2 separate regions of the Rattus norvegicus genome follow, and region 2 is linked to region 1. Evidence: chromatin contacts called from public Hi-C data. All regions are on one chromosome and are shown on one strand. The core of a region is the stretch at or near the end of the contact, and the rest is flanking DNA. Distances in the headings are between cores, read along the strand shown.

Region 1 (7,281 bases), core at 1,398-3,897:
AGTCTTGCCAGCTCCCCTATACTAGAATCTCCGAGACTGTCCCCTCACCAGTGGTCTCCTGGCTTCTCTTCAGGAATTCCAACCCTGCCATGCAGTGCAAACTCTCAGCTTTTTTCCATGACCCCTGCAATCCTGCAGTTTTCCTGCTGCCAAACCAGTTCCACAAGGAAACATTTACATATTAACAAGTTTAGTGAATAGCCTTGGCTCCCTCCCAAAGCTTCTGAGTGCTAACTCTGAGGAAATAGTTCCCAAAGGTGTTCCTGGTCTTTTGTTAATCACTGGTATTTTGTTTGTTTGTTTGTTGTTCTTTTTCAAATTACACGGGGAAATTACTCAAACTGATAACAAGTACTACTCAAAACTTCCGAGTGCTATCGCCCAAAACTACAGTATCATTTTGTTATTAAGTATAGATAGGATATAAGCGATTTGTGTGGTTTACTTCCAACATCACCTATCAGAATGAATGTGAGCATTGGGAGATTTATAAATGATACACAGAGATTGGTATGTTTCTTTTGCATTGCTTTATTTATTTATTTATTTATTTGTTTGTTTATTTATTTTGAGCTAGCACTACTAGCCCAGGCTGGTCTAGAATACATGATTCTCCCAAATGATGGGATTATAGGTGTGTGCCACCGTGCCTAGCTTAATTTTGTAGGTTTCCTTTTAAAACTTAAAAGAAAATCATGTGTCTACGTTGGCACATGTGTTGTGTGTGTGGGGGGGGGCAGGGGGTGAACATGCACATGTATGCTCATATATAGAAGTCAGATGTCAGCTTCCAGTGTCTTTCCTTAGGCATGACCACCTTGGGTTTTGAGACAGGGTCTCTCATTAGGGTAGGCTGTCTGGCCCAGAACCCTGAGGCTCCAACCTGTAATCCCAGAGCTGGGGTTACAAGCACATACCACTCTGCCTAGCATTTTCATCTGGGTTCTGGGGATCAAACTTAAATCCTCTTTCTCGCATGGCAAACACTACACCAACTATGCTATCTCACCAACAGTGCCGACTTTCTTTCTCTACACCCTTCTTAAATCCTCACACTTGCTAGCCAAGTCCTCTACCACTGAACTGTACCCTTAGTTTGTTTCTTCTTTTTTATTGATATTTATCTGTATGAGTACACTGTTGCTGTCTTCAGACACACCACAAGAGGGCACTGGAACCCATTACAGATGATTGTGAGCCACCATGTGGTTGCTGGGAATTGAACTCAGGACTTCTCAGAACAGTCAAGTGCTCTGATTGTATTTCTTGACATGAATTAAGAATAAAATTATTCCTAGTCATTTCATCCCCAGTATGTATTATCAAAATCATACTATTGCTTAATCGCTCAATGTCAAGTTTCAACTACATAATTACAAATGGACTATAAATCAATTTAATAAAAATATAGCTTCAATAATGGCATTTACAGCTGGGCATGGTGGTGCACACCCTTAATCCCAGCACTTGGAAGGCAGACAGGCAGATCTCCAGAGTTCCAGGACACCCAGGAATACACAAAGCAAGCCTGTTTCGAAAAACAAAAACAACAAAAAGGCATTTACTCATTACTTTCAAGCTTGTGGATTAAAAAACAAGCTTTCCATGAGATTTGACATTTTCAGAATATTTCTTGAAAAATAAAAGATCATGCAAACCAAAGGTCTGGGCTGGCGAAACGGCTCAGTGGGTTTATAAAGGTGTTTATTGCCAGACCTGACAATCTGAGTTCGGTACAGTCGAGGGGTCTTTCTTACAAGATACTGCTCCCTGGGCTCACTGTTCGTTTACAAATAAACCAAGATCATTCGTGTTAAGAGTTTTGAAAGAAATAAAAATAGAAATAAAACTCTCGGCTAAATTTAACTTCAAATAAAGTAAAAGGGGGAGAGGTTTAGCATCTTCGTTTAAGGAGTTCCTAATTCAAGTTTCACCCGTGTCCTGTAATTTTATTTGCTAAACCCTGCAACCCTACGAAGACAAGACCTTCCAAGCTCTTTACTACTTAAAACACTAACCGCTTTCGAAAACAAGTCGGGACTTTTTCTGTCAATTTACTATGCTGTGTAGCTTTAACTCAGTCTTTCCGGGTTCCGCGATGGATACGAAACCTACCTCAAAAACTAACAACAAAACCGTGAGGCTTAAGTAAATTATGTGTCTTGTGTTTTGTATCCTCGGCGCTCATTAGCTGGTGGAGAAACCTGGCGGGCAGCTCGGAGCTACTTAGCTACCCAGGTTCCGCGACAGTAGGGCCTAGCTTTACTCAATCCGCCACACCTCCAAAAACAAGGAACAAGTCCGTCAACTGCGGAGAACGGACGTCCAAATCCTGACCGGAGCAACAGGAATGACAGAAAGCCTAGCGTTTCCCGGAGACACCGACCAGTCACTTCCGGTTCCGTAAGCCTAATGTTCCCACCCTTAGCCTGCACTTTCAACAAAACTTCAGGGTCTGGTAGTTCCCTCCAGCACCTTTATACTTCCTTCTCTCTTTGCCTTTAACCCATGTTGAATACAAACACCAAGACGCTTGAATCTCAAGACCGGCGGCTAAGACAAGAACGAGCGAGCAAGTGGACTTGGCGAAAGTGCCATTCGGAACACCGCGCGCTTTATGCTCACACCGCGGCTTGTTCTTGCTTTCCGACCGGAAGTCCCCGGTCTGAATGGGTCTTGTAGCTGTTTGCCGCCGCTCCTCCCTTTGGACTTAAAACCGGGCGTCTCTGAATCTCTGATCTCGTCGGCTGCCAGGTTCATGTGGAGGCTCCCAGGCCGCGCCGCGCTTCGTGGGGTCCGGTCGGTGGTGGAGCAGCGCAGCCCGGCCGAGGCAACGACTCACGAGGCGGTGCGCGCCATGGAGCGCGCGGTGGTGCGCTGTGTGCCCTCGGAGCCCAAGCTCAGCCTGTCTTTTGCGTTGGCCGACGGCAGCCACAAAAACATGCAGCGGGACCAGAGCGAGCCTCTGGGCCGTGCTCTCAGCCGGATCGCTACCAACGCCCTCAAGGGGCACGCTAAGGTAGCGGCTGCCAAAAAGAGCAGGAAGAACCGAGCCCACTCGAGCGGTGGCGCGGCCTGCGCGGCGACAGGGTCTGAACCGGCTGCGACCTGCGAGCCGGTGGTGAAGCTGTACTACCGGGAGGAGGCGGTAGCTGAGGATGTGCTCAATGTGGACGCCTGGCAGGACGGAGCGGTGCTGCAGATCGGCGATGTCAAGTACAAGGTGGAGCGCAACCCGCCTGCCTTCACGGAGCTACAATTGCCGCGCTACATCATGGCTGGCTTCCCGGTGTGTCCCAAACTCGGTCTGGAATTTGGGGATCCCGCCAGCTCCGTGTTCCGCTGGTACAAGGAAGTCAAACCCGGGGCGGCAGAACCTGGAGACAGCGGTCTCGCGTCATCGTCTCACTCTTTGCAGTCTTCAGCTTGGATCGAGACGGGTGTGGACGAGCGCGTTTACACCCCGTGCAATGCTGACATCGGGCTACGGCTCAAGCTTCACTGCACGCCGGGCAATGGGCAGCGCTTCGGGCCAAGCCGCGAGCTAGAGAGCGTGTGCCCGGTGGAGGCCGGGCCTGGCACCTGCACTTTTGACCATCGACATCTATACACCAAGAAGGTGACAGAGGACTCTTTCATCCGCACTGTCTCCTACAACATCCTGGCAGACACGTACGCCCAGACTGAGTTTTCTCGGACAGTCCTGTACCCGTACTGTGCCCCCTACGCCCTGGAGCTTGACTACCGCCAGAACCTTATTCAAAAGGAGCTCACAGGCTACAACGCAGACCTCATCTGTTTGCAGGAGGTGGACCGCGCAGTGTTCTCGGACAGCTTGGTACCGGCCCTAGAGGCCTTCGGGCTGGAGGGTGTGTTCCGAATCAAGCAGCACGAAGGCCTGGCCACTTTCTACCGGAAGTCGAAGTTCAGGCTCCTTAGCCAACATGACATTTCTTTTCAAGAAGCCCTGAAGTCGGACCCACTGCACAAAGAATTACTAGAGAAACTGGCTTTGAACCCGTTAGCACAGGAGAAAGTACTCCAGAGATCGTCTGTCCTTCAGGTCAAGTAGCTCTGCCTGTTTTCTTCATACTCGCCCATGTTTAGGGTCTGGCGGAGTAGAGGGGGGATGGATATTAGAACTTGTCATTGAAAATATGTCTTTATTTTTGCTCTAGCATCTTAAACGTGTAGCCTGTTCCTTAATTCAGCACATATTAACCTCTCCTAGTGTGCCTATCCTGCCGTAGGTCTCCTTGAACAAGATGAATAGACATTCTTAATGATTGTAAAATCCAGGTAGACATAGTAACTTGTCAAGCACCGTTTTAAGAGCACTTGAAAGCAGTCACAAGTGTAAGTGCCCTCTGTTTTAAGACCTGTTTTGTTACCATTGCTACTAATGTGTAAAAAAAAAAGTCATTGACTTTTTTATCTGTTTTTACAGATAACGATTTTTGTTTCATAAATGAGAAAATGTTCAAACACCCTTATGCCTGTTCATAAAAGTATGAAGCCAGGACTCATAGCCACTTGACAATGTTAGCATTATTGTTCAGGATGGGAACGAAGCTTTAAATTGTGGTGCTTTGTTTTGTTTGTTGGGGTTTTTGGGTTTTGTTTTTTTTTTTTTTTTTTTTTTTTTTTTTTTTTTTTTGCTTGTTATTGAATTGTGTTGATATTTTGAGACATGGTCTGTGTAGCTGGGGATGTCCTGGAACTGTATATGTACGCCAGTCTAGCATTGAACCACTGAGATTCACCTGCCTCTTAAGTGCTGGGATTAAAGTTGTGTGCCACTACGCCCGTCGTCTTTACAGGCATTTTCATTGTTTGTTTTTGTTCAGAGTTTTTAAGTAACGGGTTTTGCCCTGAGTAAATGAATGTCTACCCATTTTTGAGCACCATTGTGTTCTATGCACTCCTGTGTAAGTTCATTTAATTGAATACACACACCTATGAGGGAGGTGATATGGTTTCTTTACCTTGCAACGAGGCACAATGCTGTAAATGCTAGATCTGACTCCAGGACAAGTGTTTTCACACTTGAAAACAATATTCACTCTTAATTTTGTCACAACAATGTATTTTTTCATAATGGTGCATATTGGATGGTTATTAAAATCTTATGTTTACTCATATTACCATACCTTAAAACTTGCAGTATCAGATTTAAAAATTGGTATCTTAGTTTTCAAGAGACTGGAATAAAATAGCTCTACCTACAGTCTTTATTCTTTCTTTTTCGGAGCTGGGGACCGAACCCAGGGCCTTGTGCTTGCTAGGCAAGTGCTCTACCACTGAGCTAAATCCCCACCCCTCTACCTACAGTCTTAAACACAAAGCATTCCTGAGAGTCGGGCATTGCATCTGCCTTTAATCCCAGAACTTTGGAGGAAGAGGCAGATGGAGTTTTAGGAGTTTCAAGGCCAGTCTAGTTTACATAGGGAGTTCTAGGACAGCCAAGAGTATACAGTGAGAAACTGTCTCAAACCAAAACCAAAACCACAAATGTTTTCAGGAGATTGGCAGATACCGACTGAACTCTGATGTTTCCTATTACAGATTTCAGTTCTTCAGTCTACCACGGACTCTTCTAAAAAGATCTGTGTTGCTAATACTCATCTCTACTGGCACCCAAAAGGTAGGTTTTATTTAGCTTTACAATAACTTAAACATTGTGACTTAATGTTACGAAAGCTGTATACACACACACACACACACACACACACACACACACACACACACACACACACACGTTTATATTTAGCATGTGTGTGACGGTGGAATGTGTGGAGGTCAGGGTTGATTCTCTTGCTCCCCCATATGGGTCCCTGGGATTGAACTCAGGTTATTGGACTTGGTAGACTTCACCAGCTGAGACCCAAGACATAGGTTCCTGTAAGCTTTAGCAACTTGAAATACCTACAGTGTCTGAGTGATGACTTTCAAGATAGGGCTGGGGTAGGGGTACACCCTGTAATCCATTCTGAGGACGCTATGGCAGAAGCATTTCAAGTTCATGCCAACACGTAGTTCACAACTCTTATCAAGAAAATAAGTAAATAAAAAATAAAAGTAAGATGTGTGTGGTGTGTGGTGTGTGTGTGTGTGTGTGTGTGTGTGTGTGTGTGTGTGTGTGTGTTATTCAGGTACATGATTTGTGGCTGCAGTGTGCCCTGGAGGGGGCTCTTTAAAAGAACTTTAGCACTAATTTTGTTTGTTTGTTTGTAGGTGGATACATTCGTCTCATTCAAATGGCAGCAGCCTTGGTTCACATTAGACATGTTTCCTGTGATCTATATCCTGGCATACCAGTTATATTTTGTGGAGACTTTAATAGCACACCATCAACAGGAATGTATCATTTTGTCATCAATGGCAGCGTTCCGGAGGATCATGAAGACTGGGCTTCCAATGGGGAGGAGGAGAGATGTGGCATGTCTCTCACACACTGTTTCAAACTGAAAAGCGCTTGTGGTGAACCTGCCTACACAAATTATGTCGGTGGCTTTCATGGATGTCTCGATTACATTTTCATTGACTTAAATGCTTTAGAGGTTGAACAGGTGATCCCATTACCTAGCCATGAAGAAGTTACCACCCACCAGGCCTTACCTAGTGTTTCTCATCCTTCTGATCACATAGCACTTGTATGTGACTTAAAATGGAAATAGATTTTGCTTCACTAACTCTGAAAGGAAGCTAAGTACTTTTCAGAAAATTTAATATGAAACAAAGCTTATATATAAACCTTCAATGAGGCGATCTAGACACTAAACTTTACTGTCATTCCCTACTAGTTACGTTTCAGATGGCTTTGTTACAAAACCAATTCATAATGTTTGCATCATATAATATCTTTACCCTCTTTTTTTAATTTCCTACATTTGGAGGAAAGCATTTATGACTAGCAAGAAGAAAATTGAATTATCGTGTACATTTTATAAGTTTTTTTAAGCTGGTAATTAAGATTTTTAAGTACTATTTGAATAATCTCAATTTTTCTTTCAAAGCACATTTTACATTGAATTATGTTAATATAATTGGGGAAGGAGGGGACATGCAGGTAAAACGTGAGAGACTTCAGAGACACATGGAATACATTAGTCTATCACTACCTCAATTTAGTTAGAATTTATAATAATTTTGGAGCTTTAACAAAAGATTAAAATATATCATTACCAATTCTTACAGCTTCTTCGTTTTTCAGTTAGCATTGCTTTTGAGTGTACAAATGACGGTACAAATGCATGTAATTTTCTTCTCATTTGCACTTCA
Region 2 (7,281 bases), core at 2,461-4,960, 360 kb before region 1:
CTAGGAAGAGCTCTCCTTGCCCCGTGCCGCCACGACTGCCTCCTTTGTGTCTGTAGCTCTTCTTATCTACAAAGTACTTCATGCCTTTGGAGCACACGACAATGATGAACTGGGACTCATGGATCTTCTGAATGACCCATTCTCTCTGGCCCTCTATGCAGTGGCTGAAATCTTCCCACAGGTCCAGAGCCACCTGGAAAAGAGCACAGGTCACCTCGGTACTCGTTTACACCGATGCCCAGCACAAAGACGGGAACAAGGCAATGAGGTCCAATCATCTGCCCTTCAGCCATTTTTAACCAAGATTCATGGAGGATCTATCTGGGTTACCACAGTGTGCATGTGTATGTGCATGTGCATGCCCACACACTCTGTGGCCAACAACCGCATCCACACACCAGACTTCCTGAAAGTGCTTGTCGTCCATGACATCATGTGATAACACACGGGGTCACTACCACTGCTGCCCTACAGGAGAGACAGAAGCCAGGATTTTCAGCAGCTTGTCTAAGGCGCCTTGAGGATGTCTTACAGCATGATGGGAAGGAACTGTGAGTGGTCCGTGTGATGAGTTAAGACTGCTGGATACAAGGAACAGAAAGATCCTGGACACAGGCTAAATGGCTCTGAGGAGAGAAAGTGACCCCATACTGTCCTGTGATATGGAGCTTAGGCCTGGTGCCAAAGCCACCTTCAATGACAGCTGACTCATATTCAGAGTGTGACTGAGAAAGAAGACCTCTGTGGCTGTATTTATAGACCCAGGTTTAGCCTGCTGTACTGACCTATAGTATAGTTTTCCTGGTTAACCCTCTCAGGGCTGCACCTTTCTCTATGATCTCATAAGATCTACAGTGTCAGAGCTCCACTGGACCTGTGAACCACGAGGTTTGAAAAGAAAGGTCAAGAGAGTAGTGGGATCCCTGAAAAAGCAAAAAAATCTAAGTATGTCTGATGCCCTCAATGGATTTTTACTCTTTCAAACTGCTTTCATCTAATACTGTAAGCAGCATCCCCTGGTAACTGTATTAGTACAGTTTCTCCTGTGGGATACTATAAGCAGTGTCCCCTGGAACCTGTATTCATACTGTTTCTCCTGTGGGATACTGTAAGCAGCGTCCCCTGGCAACTGTATTAGTACAGTTTCTCCTGTGGGATACTGTAAGCAGCGTCCCCTGGCAACTGTATTAGTACAGTTTCTCCTGTGGGATACTGTAAGCAGCGCCCCCTGGAAACTGTATTCATACAGTTTCTCCTGTGAGATACTGTAAGCATCGTCCCCTGACTCAAAAGTAGTCAAAAAAATAATCCCTAACAGCCAAACAGAGATTATACAGCAGAGGGCTACTCTGGAAGGATTAAACCCTCCTGTTCTAAAATGGTACCCGAGAAGAGAGCCCCAACATGTATCCATCTGCTGAAAAGAATATTGACTCATTCCATACTTTAATCCATGCTAACATTATTGTTGGGGCTACTGTTTTGACTTAATTGGGAACCTGTGTGTCCAAACGCTGAAGGACCTTGTCCTCAATTGACTTTTGATTGATAAATAAAGATGCCACTGGGCAAAGGGAGGCTGGTTGGGACCCTCAGATTTGCTTAGGCTAGGACAGACAAGGGAGAGAGGAAGAGAGAGGAGAGTCACCAGGTTTTGGAGGGAGACAGATCAGATTTAGAGCTGCAGAAGGAAAATCATCCGAAATGTAGGTGGGAAGGAATGCGGTCCCCGGAAGGGCTGCCCAGAAGAAACAGGGCAGCAAAGATAGATCATAGTTTTAGAGGATGTAGAGTCAGGAGTACCAGAGGAAAATCTATGATGGCCAGGGGGAGAATTAGATCTGCCCAGGCCCTGAATGGCCAAGGCATTTCGAAAATAAGATTGGGGGGGGAGGGGTGTGTGGGTGTTTCACTCAAGGACCCATACAGCTCCTGGGTGGGTGGGTGGAAGTGCATGCCCCTCCAGGAGCACAAAGCAGCATAGCTAAAAACTACATATTATGCACATTCCAGCAAACCGGTTCTTTAAAATATGTGGCTCCTAGGTTTCTATATCGCACAAAAACAGTCTGTCTACTAATCTCTTGACCTGTGTAGTTTGTTAAATCAGATGTGGAATGTTTTACGAATTTGTAAAGACAAAAAGACCTCTGTACTAGCTGATTTCATCTTAATAAATAAAACAAGTGTTTTTAAGAATATTCCTATCTCTGAACAATTCCATTTTAAGGCATTTATCCTTGAGAAATTGTCAGAAATGGGCCAGCTCAGAACAGAGAAGCTTCACAAGCTATGCTAAGTCAGTATTATAGATGATGTAGCTATTCAAAAGAAAACCCTGTGTGCAGTTTCATCTACGCACAAAAGAACAGGGAACGCACTGGCTACAGTTGCAGTCTGCAGTGTTTCTCAGCAGCTGTTCATCCGCTAAACTCAAGGCTTTCCCAACAGGAGGCAATCTCACCAGGTTTAAATACATCTTATTAACACCAGAGGGCAGTCTCACCAAACAAATGGGCCAAATGGACTAAAAAGCTGTCACATGATAATTGCATTTGTGACAATCAGGTTATGCCTTCAACAATAGCTAAGACACCGTTCTAAGAGTTAAAAGTTGATGGAAAAGCTACTTGATGATGACAGTTAATTCAAGAAGACTCAGAAAGACGGGCACAGGGATGCATGAACACTTTTCATCCCAGCACTTGGAAGGCAGAGGCAGTGGATCTCTATAGATCTGAGGCCAGCCTGATCTACAAATTGAATTCCAGGATAGCCAGAGCTACAGAGAAAAAACAAAAGGAGAAGGAAGAGAAGGAAGAAGGGGAGGAGGAACAGGGAGAAGGGGAGGGGGAGGAGGAAAAACTAAGAAACCAGCATGAACATCCAAACATTCTCTAAATTCCGGAGCCCTCACCGGTTCTATGACGTCATACCAATCAATCTCAGTCCTCTGTTACACACTCCTTCTGGGTCCCCAAGATCCCTTCTAGGGGAGACCCCATCCTTCATTCCCAATCCTAGCAAACCACCCTCAGGGAATTGCCTCAGTTCCTAAAGCTGTCTTCATTTGTGTTCTCTCCCTGATACCCCACTGAAGCTTGACCCTACAGGCGCTCCCCATGATGTCACATGACAGTCTCACACTCTGTTCCACACCAGGGTACTCACAAAGCATCCTACCGTGTGGGTGCCACTCAATGGTTTCAAGCATGAATGTGTCACAGGAGACCTTTGCTGCTGGTGACAGACAGGACAAACTAAGACAGACTGTGGTCTGGAAAGTAAGGTACTAGCCAAAAGTAGGTTCCCAGCCCTGCAATGGGGAGATGGCACGAAGAAAAATCTGATGGAGTATACATCCTGCCCAGGGTAAGAGAAGAAACTAGATTCCGTACCTCACATCCACAGAATTCCTGTAGGAAGTAGGCGAAACACTGGACCACGTTCATGTGATTCTGGCCGTCTTTACTAGAATAGCAGAGGAAGACCTTGGGCCGAGGCCGGAGCCTGTCTCTGGGGAGAACTGCAGCGTATGTGGAGGACTCAGGGCTTTCTTCATCTAAATGTGAATATATATTTTCTAAATTGGGAAAGAAGATAAGGTTGACACCTATAAACAAAGCTTTGTCTTTATCCATATGATCTGGGGCTCAGAGTCTTCAGGAATGAGCAGCTGAGCTGAGACATAGTGACTCACAGCTAAAAATCCCAGCCCTTGGGAGGAGGACACTTGGAAAGGTCAGATGTTCGTGGTTATCCTCAACGACTTGGCAAGGTGGAGACCAGCCTGAGCTGCATGAGATCCAAGTCTCAAAAGTAAATTTACCAAAAGGAGCAGCGGACATCTCCACCTGGAGAGTCTCGGGTCTTTAACGACATCAGCCTCAAGCTGCCCGGTTTCTGTGGTGGTCTATCAGAAAGGGAAAAATTTGTATTAACCTGAAACTGCCCTTGGAGATGCCAAGAAACACAGCAGCAGCCCCCCTCTGGTCAGCGAAGGACCCAGTGATCGCTCTGGCAACCAGATGAACTAAACTTTAGCTGAGGGAGGAGAATACTTTTTTTTTTTTTTCTTTTTTTCGGGGCTGGGGATCGAACCCAGGACCTTGCGCTTCCTAGGCAAGCGCTCTACCACTGAGCCAAATCCCCAACCCCGAGAATACTTTTTAAAAGTATAATTTACACAGGTAAAGTAAACCAAAACAACAAAAATTACTTTTTTTTTTTCTTGGCAAAGGATCTCACTATATTACTCAGACTATCCTCCAATTCCTGGATTGGAGAGATCCTCCTGCCTCAGTCTCCCAAGCCACTGGGATACCAAGCTTGTGCCTCATGCTCAGCTGAGAGTACATAAATCTTAAGTGACCATCTTTATGACTTTTATGTGTGGCGTCACCTGGGTAACCCCATCCAGATCAAGGTGTGGTTCATCTACAGTTTTCTAGGTGAAGGACCTAACTTCTCAATGATGGACACCCTCCATCTGACTGTTCTCACACTTCAGACTCCCTGAGTAGGAAGTGTGAGGGGTCCCAGGCCCCTTCTGAGGGAAGCAGGGCTCCCCAGGCCCAGTCTTTGTCGGTACCCACCCCTTGGCCTGGCACAACTAGAGGGTGGAGAAAGCAGGCACAGCAGAGAGATACCTTGTTGCTTCTTTCTGCACATCACAGTGAAGAGTGTTGCGAATGCGGATATGACAACCAGAGGCACGGTGATGGCCACAGCTCTGATGGGTCCAGCCCAGGGAGACTGCACTGGGAGGTTTCAAAGAGAAAGCTTTTAAACTCAAGCAGCAGAACAGGTTCAGAAGAGGGAAAAGGCTTTTCCACCCTTTTGTTTTTTAGAACATAAGCTGACTAACAGGTTCCAGGGTTCCAACCACCTTACTCTAGGTCCGCTGTTGTGATTATAAAAGGAGTCAATATTTCCTTTGTATAAAGTGTTGTAGAAAATAATTCAATAGCTCTGGATATGCCAAGAACTCTTTGACAGAAAGCCTCCTACCCCTACTTGTCTTCTAAAGGACAACTGCCTAGTCTTGGTGGCAGACGCCATTCTGGTTTTGACCTTCCAGGCATCAACAACACAGAAGGAATGATGAACAATCATTTAAAAGGAAAGGTGGGGTGACTGGTGTTTTGTAAGCCGTGAATTGCAGAGCACAGAAAATGCTAGAAGCCTGCTCTCAAGAGTGTGATGTCAAATCCAAGCCCAAGAGCTTTACCTGGCTTCACCACATACTGAGCAGCCTTCCTGGTGGTGTTGCTGTCGTCCACCAGCTACAAAACAGAAAGCTGTGTGTTACTGTGTCGTAAATGGTAGCACTTCTATACATTGTATCTAGGAGGGAAGTAGAACACTGGTGATGTCATTCATCTTTCCATCCCCCAGGCAATGAGTGTGGGAGCCAATAAGGACAGATAATGGTGATAGTTTAACGTTCAACTTAAAAAAAAAAAAAAAAAAGGATGGTTGGGACTAGAGAGATGGCTCAGCGGTTAAGAGCTGAGTCTTCCAGAGGTCCTGAGTTCAATACCCAGCAACAACATGGTGGCTCCCAACTATGTGTAATGGGATCCAGTGCCCTCTTATGGTGTGTCTGAAGACAGCTACGTGTACTCATATACATAAAATAAATAAACAAAATTTACAAAAAAAGATGGGGCTGAGGAGATGGCTTCGTGGATTAAAGTACTGTTGTGTAGGCTTGAAGAACTGAGTTCAAATCCCCAGGGTCCGCATAAAAGCGACGACCATAGTGTGGGTGTCTATAATCACAGTAGGCAGAGGCAGGAGACAATTGTCTTTCAAACTTATCCTCGGATCTATAGGGGTTTGAGACTAGCCTGAGCTACTACCCTGGACTCAGTCTTAAAACCAATAAATAAAAGGCTCAGAATTCCATGCAACCTGCTCTCTGTTGAAGTGACGAAGGGGCAGTCTGCTGTTGTACGTACCTCAATGACATAATCCCCTGGAGAAACATTTTGAAGGAGGCAGCTGGTAGTCTCTGTATTCTGGTCCTGCAAAAAAGCAAACAGCAAACTCAAACGCTCATGTGGTAGAGAAGAGGTAACGGGCCTCTTCGTCCTGGAGCTGAAGGAGACCTGCCGCTGGTTTGAGCCCAGTTCCAGAAAGACAGAAGTGTTGTACCTAGCTGGGAGTGCCTCATCCTTGTGATTTGAAAATAACGAAATTAACCAGAATACCCTTTGCTTAATAAAAAGGTGAGAAGAGAAGCTACAGAGATGGCTCAGCAACTGAGAGCACTTATGCTCTTACAGAGGACCTTCAGCCAGGATCCTAGAAGCTTCAGGGCAGCTCACAAGCACCTGCTATGCTAATTTCAGGGGATCTGACACCCTCTTCTGGACTCTAGCAGACACTCCATACATGTGGTTCAGACACACACAGAGGCAAAACATTCATGCACATAAAATAAAAATACACCTGTATGTGCAGTCCTGAAATAAATAAATAAAACTAGCTTAAAAACTTTTTCAGGGGGCTGGAGAGATGGCTCAGTGGTTAAGGGCACCGACTGCTCTTCCCGAGGTCCTGAGTTCAAATCCCAGCAACCACATGGTGGCTCACAACCATCTGTAATGAGATCTGATGCCCTCTTCTGGTGTGTCTGAAGACAGCTACAGTGTACTCATATATATAATAAATGAATAAAATATTTAAAAAAAAAAAAAACTTTTTCAGGGTCTGGAGAGATGGCTCAGTGGTTAAGAGCACTGATTGCTCTTCCAGAGGTCCTGAGTTCAATTCCCAGCAACTGCATGGTGGCTCACAACCATCTGTAATGGGAAACAATGCCCTCTTCTGGTGTGTCTGAAGACAGCTTCAATGTCTAAATGAATAAATCTTTAAAAAAGAGAATGTCAATATTTAAAAAACAACCTTTTCAGAGAAAAACCAATTTTCTGTCTGTCTAAGAAAGAACAGGGCCTGTCACGGTAGCACACGCCTTTAAGACCATCACTCGGGAAGCAGAGGTAAGACTGAGTTCAAGGACAGCCTGAGTACATCAAGGTGTGACAGGTCTGCATTCATGTCATCATCTAACTTGAGCTCTGTGGTAAAAGGGAGGGGCTGCAGGAGAGCCAGGCTGGACCTGGCACACAGGGAGAGGGCTTCCAGAACCATGTGGCAGTCCCTAAACTTCCCATTGCTCTGGTGACACTGAGTTCATGATGTTCATTATCAGGTTTCTATTTAACCCTGGCCTTTTGTTTATTAATACACACACACACACACACACACACACAC

Evidence for each region. A called contact is a pair of places that touch in the nucleus more often than the background predicts.
Region 2: a contact with region 1 is called in a Hi-C map of the A7r5 cell line, with 5 times the contacts expected there. The contact joins the enhancer-like site here to the promoter of Pde12 in region 1. A contact is called at or near these places in 3 of 12 Hi-C or Micro-C datasets (the A7r5 cell line, Schwann cells and frontal cortex).

What each region holds. Positions count from the first base shown.
Region 1 is chr16:1,927,749-1,935,029 of GRCr8, reverse strand. Pde12 (phosphodiesterase 12) reads left to right here and starts at 2,647. Exons shown (of 3, transcript NM_001411708.1): 1 at 2,647-4,063; 2 at 5,566-5,644; 3 at 6,235-7,281. The coding sequence starts at 2,759. The coding sequence ends at 6,677. It also overlaps a transcript of Dnah12 not described here.
Region 2 is chr16:2,286,745-2,294,025 of GRCr8, reverse strand. It overlaps Il17rd (interleukin 17 receptor D), which reads right to left. Exons shown (of 13, transcript NM_001191937.2): 8 at 5,964-6,029; 9 at 5,231-5,285; 10 at 4,650-4,760; 11 at 3,399-3,583; 12 at 1-193. Among named protein-coding and RNA genes, the nearest start is that of Il17rd, 55 kb to the right of the region's middle. Within about 2 kb of position 3,710, at least 4 of the 93 cell types and tissues checked have an H3K27ac peak or open chromatin away from gene starts, as enhancers often do. A contact at or near this core is called in the A7r5 cell line, where this site is marked.